Linked DNA regions of Gossypium hirsutum: region 2 is linked to region 1. A link is a contact called in public Hi-C data. All regions are on one chromosome and are shown on one strand. Each heading gives the region's core, a stretch centred on a gene start, on an enhancer-like site or on the middle of the called end of the contact. The rest is flanking DNA. Distances are from core to core; before and after follow the strand shown.

What was found. A called contact is a pair of places that touch in the nucleus more often than the background predicts.
Region 2: a contact with region 1 is called in a Hi-C map of leaf, with 2.1 times the contacts expected there. The contact joins the promoter of LOC107888626 here to the promoter of LOC107888621 in region 1. A contact is called at or near these places in 3 of 34 Hi-C or Micro-C datasets (hypocotyl and leaf).

The regions. Positions count from the first base shown.
Region 1 is chrA09:5,906,230-5,910,278 of Gossypium_hirsutum_v2.1, reverse strand. LOC107888621 (binding partner of ACD11 1) reads right to left here and starts at 2,144. Exons shown (of 5, transcript XM_016812789.2): 1 at 1,992-2,144; 2 at 857-981. The coding sequence starts at 972.
Region 2 is chrA09:6,196,429-6,200,299 of Gossypium_hirsutum_v2.1, reverse strand. It overlaps LOC107888626, which reads left to right and starts at 2,435. Exons shown (of 4, transcript XR_005901535.1): 1 at 2,435-2,679; 2 at 3,748-3,871.

The sequences.
Region 1 (4,049 bases), core at 895-3,394:
ATGCAATTCAACTCCTAATACAAAAGCCTCTACGATACTTTTACCGGAATCAGATGCATGTATCTAAGCAGATGCTGTTAAAGAGACTTATGTCCGCATTTAATCAGATCGGAGATACCAAGTATCTCATAATAAAGCATTTCACACAAAAGAACTCTTGCTTCTGACTTTTCCTAAAATAAGTACAATAAGTAAAATTAAACAGCTTGATCATAAAAAAAAACATTGATTTTCCATAAACAAACAAGAAACAAGAAATCATTTCAGACAAAAGACTTCTTAGCTTTTGTCTTTTTCTTTTAGTCCTCAAAGAACCAGTAAATTTGTAAACACTCATTAGCTCAAGAAATATGTCACAAGCAAGGAAAAATAGAACTTGCAGTAAATTCGTACAGAATTAAGAATCATATTCGTATAACCGTGCAGATTCATTAATAAGATCAGAAATATCAAGTACCAAACAAGAAAGCATTTCAGACAAAAAGAGCCCTCGCTTTTGACATTTTTCCTAAAGGAGTTGAAAACAATAAGTAAAATTAAACAACTTGAACGTAAAATCTTCCTTGATTCAAGAAACTTGTCACCATAAAGGAACTTGCTGCTAAGTACATTTGTACGGATGAGAGAAATTCTGCTCAAAAACATTGATTTTCCACAAAAACCGAGATTGAGATTACCAATTATCTAACAAGAAATCATTTCAAGCAAAAGATTTTGTAGCTTTTGACTCTTTTCCCCCCTCGACAACAAATTTGCAAATGCACAACAAATATGAAAAAAATCATGAACATACACCATCATAGAGAGTGATTTTTGGGGTTTAGTCCAAAACCAGAAACAGAGAAGCAATATATACCTGATAATTTCAATATGCTCAATTGCACCACAGTATGCGAAAAAGTCACAAAGATCCTTCTCGGTAGCTCTTGGAGATAAGCTCGTAATTTCAGCCGTGTAACCTCCAGGGTACATTGTCTTAAACTGAGATAAAAATCAGCCAAAAAAGAACCTATTTAAAGGTATTTAAATAAAATTTTAGAAGCACACATAGAAGTAGCTTGATAATGCAGATATCATCATCGTTCATTCAATACTTTATAATTCCGAAACCACAGCAATCCCAAGGTACAAGGATACTTATGGATGATTTTGAGGTAAACAGTTCTCAGTGGTCCTAACAGCCAAGCTCTCTCATCGATAGATCGTTTCCTTGGTATAAAATGAAAACCAAAAATTCATGGGTTCTTCTAAAATCAAATGAAAAATACTAATATGGTTGCTGATTTTCTAGCATTGATTAGCCTTATTTCAACATTAACATAATTAAAGATGCCAAAGCTATTTTACCAAACTCAGTAATCCCAAGCAAGATGCCTTAATCGACTCCAAGATCTGCTTGAATACACCCCAATAAATCTTAGTTCAAGTCAAAAGTAATAAAGGGGATGAGTTTTAGGGACAGCCATAGCCCATATAATCCTACAAAGTGAAAACTTTAAATTGGCTTTCATTGTAAACAATGTAAACTTTAAGCAAGATTATCGAACTTTTGGCTAAAGTTCAAAAAAGGGTTCAACCTACAATAAAGAATGCTGATAAATACCTAACTATAAAAAAAAAATCCATTTTCAAGCTTCCTTTACGCTTGATGAAAGAAAAAAATACCATGGGTTATCAACAATGGGGGCAATTAATGAGTGATAGAACCAACTTTGTCCACCAAATATCAATTAAAGGTCAGCTTGACACTAATTATTTGGCAAGCATGTATTCATTGAGATTCTTGAAAGAAGTTAAACTTAGTGAAAACCTGAGAGAGTAAAAAAAAAGGAAAACTGAATTCATTAAAACCCTTAATGCATTCAAGAAAGTAAAGGAAAAACTGATCAAATAAGGCGAAAAAAAGAACTGGGTATCACTGAATTTGCTAGAAAAGAAGGAAAATTGAGAAAAGATTGAAGCTTTATAAAAATTATGATACATTTACATACCTGTCTTTTAGTTGTTGATGATGAAGAATCAGATGATTAAGAGCTTAAGCATGGGAAAGAAGGGGAAAGAGAGATAGAGACAACTAACCAACATAAACACTGGCACGCTGATCTTTCCAGATGGCTATAAAACCCCACTCTCACTAATGGAGCGTGCATTTCAACAAAGAAATTTTGTTTGCATATTTTAACTTTTACTAAAAAAAAAGAGTAAATTTATCTTTACACCTTATTTGTTAAAAACTTGTGACCGATAGAAAAATTAGATAGCTACACGTGGTGTAATTGCATCTTATTTTGACATATAATTATAAAAAATAATCAATTTATTTTTTAATTTAATGTATAAAAACTAATTTGTTTATTTTTAAAATAGAGATAACAAAATACAATCTAAATTTTAGTGTCAGACCTCGTGATACTAGTACAAGGATCTTTGTAATACTTTTACTATTTATATTTAATACACAATAATATACAAGTTAATACACATTCAGTAACTCAAATTTTAAAAAAAATTAAAATTGAAAATACATACATTTTCTATTTTTATATAAAATTTACATTAATTTTCAATGATGTGTTTATTTGATTTATTAATCATGCATAATTTATTGGAAAATAAATATTAACATAAAATTTTTGATGAGTATAATATTTTGTAAATGACTTTTTTTTTCCTTCTTTAGAGCAAAAGAAATTTATAGGAAATACGTGTTTGAATGAAATTTATAAATCTATATTTATATATTTATTATTATTATTATATATGACTTTAAGCTAATAACTATTTTATTTCTTTAAATGGCGCGTGAAATCATTTCCTTTATAAAGGAGCGTTAACGATCTCTACCGTAATTGGTTGAGTAAAATGACCATTTAAGCCACGTTGCCGGATTTCCGCTACTCCATTGGCCGGGAATCTAGTTTGGGCCCGTAACTGATGCCAGTACATCTCAAATGTCAAATTTAACCTAAAGCCCCTACATTTTTCTCTATTTCCCTTTCTTACCACTAACTTTTTTAGAATTTCCTTTTACATAAAAAATTCAGATAATCATATCTTTACCAATGGTAATATTTTAAGAATAGTATACGTTAGCTCTATTTTAAAATTAGGCATAACAAAAAATTTAGCTCTAAAATTTTTAATTTTTATCTATTTGGCCCATACATTTTTTTCCTTTATAGTCAATGGCAAAAATCATTGGTGAAAGAGCTTAATTAATGGATTTTTAATATCTAAGAGCTTAATTAGGTCCTTTTTTTTTGAGGAGCTTAACTAATTATAAAGCACAAATGCACTAAGAGGAGAGTTGAATTGGTGATTAAAAATTTGGGGAAAGATGGCAAATAAAAATTGACACAATGATTTAGAGCAGTTCGACTCCAATTGTCTACATCTACTAGCTTAACTTTTTACAATTAAAAATTTCCTAAGTTCACTAATTTCAAGCCTTTTAAGGATAATGCTTAACCTTTATAACACTATCTTTTAAGTAGATAAGATAAAGTCACTTTCTTTTTAAAGTTGTCTACCCAGAACTTCAAGTAATCTCTCACTAATTTGAGAAATGAAATTGAAACAAGGAATACCTCTTAAAGGTTGATATACAATTATTCAAGCTTACTCAAATAAATTAAAACATTTAAAATAATGAATGAGAATGAAACCTCAAGTGTGTACAAGGGTACGTAAGATGAGAATTACAAATAAAAGATTAGATTTTTACACAATGAACTTTGTAAACTTGTTTCTTGTCTGCTTCTTGATGTTCTTAAACTCTATTTGTACATTCTCAATGAAATCTAGTCGTTTGGAGCAGTTAGAGAAAAAATTGAGCCGTTGAAGACATTTACTCGAGCATTAAATGCAGCTATAAAGGCTTATGTTATGATATCATGACTTTAGGTATTGATGCCTTGCTTTAAACAATAAGATCGTTGGAGCTTTAGGTGTTAGACCTTTAGCCCATGACCTAGTACCATAATGTTGGGGTATGACACTTCCTCGTTTGGGGTTCAATACCCCTAAATACCCAAAAAATTTACTTGGTT
Region 2 (3,871 bases), core at 1,186-3,685, 290 kb before region 1:
CTTTTTTCTTTTTTAAAAAAAACTTATTAATATATATTATATATATACATAGAACACAAATAAAAATAAAATATGTATGAATATATGCGTAGTTTCAAAGAAAGGAATAAAACAAAATCAACAACCTTTCGTGTTCGCTATTTGTTGCCTTGTTTATGTGCTTGAATCTGGTTTTTGATATTGTGAAGACTGTTTTTGTACTCTAGAAATTTACTGCTTTGTATTGATAAAAACAACCGACCCTTTTACAAAGTTTAAAATCAGCTTTTATAGCCATTGTACAAAAATCTCTTTCTACTTTCTGTCTTTTCGTTTTAATTGCTTGCAGGTGCTGTGGCGGTGGAGGTGACTCGAGTTGGTGGCCGGTGCTGCAGTGAGCAGGTGGTGGCAGAGGCAAGTGGCCGAATGGGACAAGGTGGCTAGGGTTTCAGCTTTTCTGAAACCCTAGTTTGTCTAATGGGCTAGGTTAATTTTAGGTTTTGGGCTTTTGGATAGTTGGGCTGATGTTTGGGTTTAAAATGTTGTAAACGAGTTTGGGTTTTGTGGGTTTAGTTGTAATGTATTTGGGCTGAAAGGTTGGGGTTTAAGTGTGGGTTGCTGTTGGGGTTTTGGTTTGTAAGGGTTTTAGGTATTTTGGGTAGGTGTTTGGTTTAAATGGGTTTTGTAAAATGTAAATGGGCCATTCGGGTTGAAGTTGTAAATGGGGCAAAATTGGGCTATAACATTGTTTATATTGATTAAGTTCTTTCTTATGTTTGGATTGCATTCTTGGTTGCCATTGTTCCAACTTTGGGTATTGGTTCAACCAGATTGGCCACAACATCCTCCCTGTTGGTTTTTTAGTCTAAGAAAGAGAAGATGGACAGATCAAATTTTAGCAATGAAATGTGATTTGCTATATTTTTCAATTTTTCAATACATAATTTACATACAAAGATGACTTTAAATAGGAAAATTTTCCAACTAGAAGTTGACAAGTTTAAGTACATGAGATTTACTCCATTGGCTGATTTCTATCTAGTCAGCGCTTAAATTATCCTATCAAAATGAAGATAAATAATTTGACAACTTTTTCTAGCAAGTTATAATTTGACAACTTTTTCTAACAAGTTGACAACTTGCTAACTTGTATCATAAGCTTTGGGATAGTCTGTCAATAGTTGTTCGTCAAATAGTTCATCAGTTGACAGTCCACCATTTTTCTTGTAGTACTTTAGCTTGTCTTTTGGTTTGTTCGCCACTTTGGCTTATTCTTTGGCTTGTCCGTCACTTTGGTTTACATTTTTGGTTTGCACTTTTGGTTTGCACATTTGTATCTCGTCAATTGAGAGAGTTGTTGCATGGATGGCTATCTCACAATACTCCTCCTTAGCCTCCATACAGCGAACACCAATTTCATTTCTCAAACTTCGTTTTTCCAAGAGGCTTGGTCAGAATGTTCGTCAGTTGATTCTCTGTGCAACAATGAATTAAAATTACTTCTTCGCTCTGTTCAACTTCTCTCACAAAATGATACTTAATCTTGAAATGTTTTGTCTTTCCATAAAAGACAAAGTTCTTCACAATTACAACGGCGAATTGATTATCATAGTAAATTTGCATTGCTTTAACCAAAATTCATAAATCTTAATATATGTTTGGTTGATTGTAATAGAATTGAGCAAGAATGAAATAATTATAGTTTAATGAAATAATGGAGAGATAATAAAATATTATGTTATTTAGTTGATTGAATCGGACAGACATGTAATATTATTACTTTAAGTAAAATAATATCATAAAATAGGTTAAAAATAAACAAAAATTGACAAATTTAACCTTAAATTAAAAGTAATTATTATTTTTGTATTATTAATTAATATCTTACTATTTTTTGAATGCATTATATAACTTATGAATTATTTTTATACTTATAATAAAATTATATTAAAATAATATTTACAAATATTTGTAATAATTAATATTTAACCGTAAATTTTATAATATAAATAAAATATCATGTCCTTTTTTTTGTGAAAAAACAAAACAACTTAAAAATCAAACACTAAACAAAAGACATCTGTGTGGACTCCTTTATCAACCGTAAATCGGTTCTTCTATCCTTTACTGCCTTAATGATCTTGTCTGCAAGTTTATTGTCCTCTCTAGAGATATGTAGAATAATCCCGTGGGTAAGAAGCTTCAATACCGTATAGATTTTTCTTTCCAAAACTAGAGTTTCCGTAAACGTCATCCTTAATTATGTTAATAGCTTCAATGCTTATTTATTATTAAGAAGCATATGAATCATTGCTTTTATTTTTATTTTTATTTTTTGCGTTATTTAGCAAGTTGATTTAAAATTTGAAATATGAAAATTAAAACGATTCAATTTTAAATATGTAAAAGGAAAAGTTAAAAAATAGTTTACCCAAAAAGTGACAGGGACTGAAGAGAAAATTTCTCCTTTTCCCTTCCGCTCTTTTTCACGCGAAGGTCCCAGATGGGTTTTGGTTCCTTTATTATTTTTGACTCTTTACTCTCCTCCATTTGCTCTAGAGGCCGCCTTTACTCCACTATCCAGTCAGCCATCGCCGACGTCCCTCGGGCCAACTGATACCACCGGAGTGCAGCTCTCTTCCTCTTCAATCTATTTTTCGGCTTAAAGTCTCTCTCACTCTCACCGTTGCCGCTGACATCGTAATGATTTTTCGTGGCGATCTTCTCAGTACTTAACTGTATCTACTCTATCGCTTTGTGATTTATATTTGGCTCTCATTTCCGATTTTGAGTAGAGCTCTCTTTGCTTTTTGTTAGCTTCGTCTTATTGAAAATCATCTCTAAAAAAGTACTAATCGATCTATCTTTTGCTACTTTCCTTTTCTTTTAGTGATTGATTCAACAACCACTGCAATCAAGATTTCATCTGACATTTACATTGTTCATAACGAATATTCTTGGAATGATTTAGTTCTTAATCCGTTTTTATTCTCATTTTCTAGGTTTCATCTGTTTGATTTCTTCAATTTTGTTATTTACTGAAGCTGATAGTGTTCGCTTTTCTCTTTTGACAATTTATTCGTTTTTCTCTGTTTCTCTTTTGACAATTTTAAGCTAAGACTGTCTAAGAAGGGGGAACTTCTCGCTGTATCAAATTTTAATGTTCTATGTTTGTAATTCAGTATTAGGGTTTAGTTGTTTTTCCCTCCAATTTTTTGCATTTTGTATTGTGCTGTTTTGGGTTTCATGATCATACTGGAGATTGTCATGATTCGTGTATGCATAGATGTTTTCTTTTTCATACTGCTAGGTGTTTGCATTCATCAGTAAGGATTGGGTAGATATTCTTTAAAATAGTTTTGAATGGAGCTCATCGATGAACTTAGTTGGGATTGTTTGTGTGCTGGTGGGTATTATTTGCAAATGGAATTTGATAGAAAATTTCAAGTAGACCCAAGGTATCTCTATATATCATCTGAATGGGAAGTTTTTGTGTGATTACTGATATATTCATCTGTGTTACCTAGGCTTATAGCATGTTTACATGAAGGGAAATTGAGTTGTAATCTTTTAAGTGAACAGGTTCTAGGTTTTGGCTATTTCGACGTTTTAGGTTGATTTGTTGTTCTACTATTCTCAATTGTTTGAAAAGCTATGTTGGTTTCTGCTTTCAGTTGCATTATTTGCTTTTAAGTTGCTTCTCTTGTTTTTAGCCTGTAGTTATAAAATCTATTTTATATATATGCTTGGCCTATTTGGATGTAACAGTGAATAAGAAAGAAAGCACTAAGAAGAAGAAGAAGCCATGGGAAGCACAAGTATTGCTACTTTCGACTGGTTGATGTGATAATGTTGTTTTATAATTGGTGGTTGTGAGGTCCAGTTTTTTAGA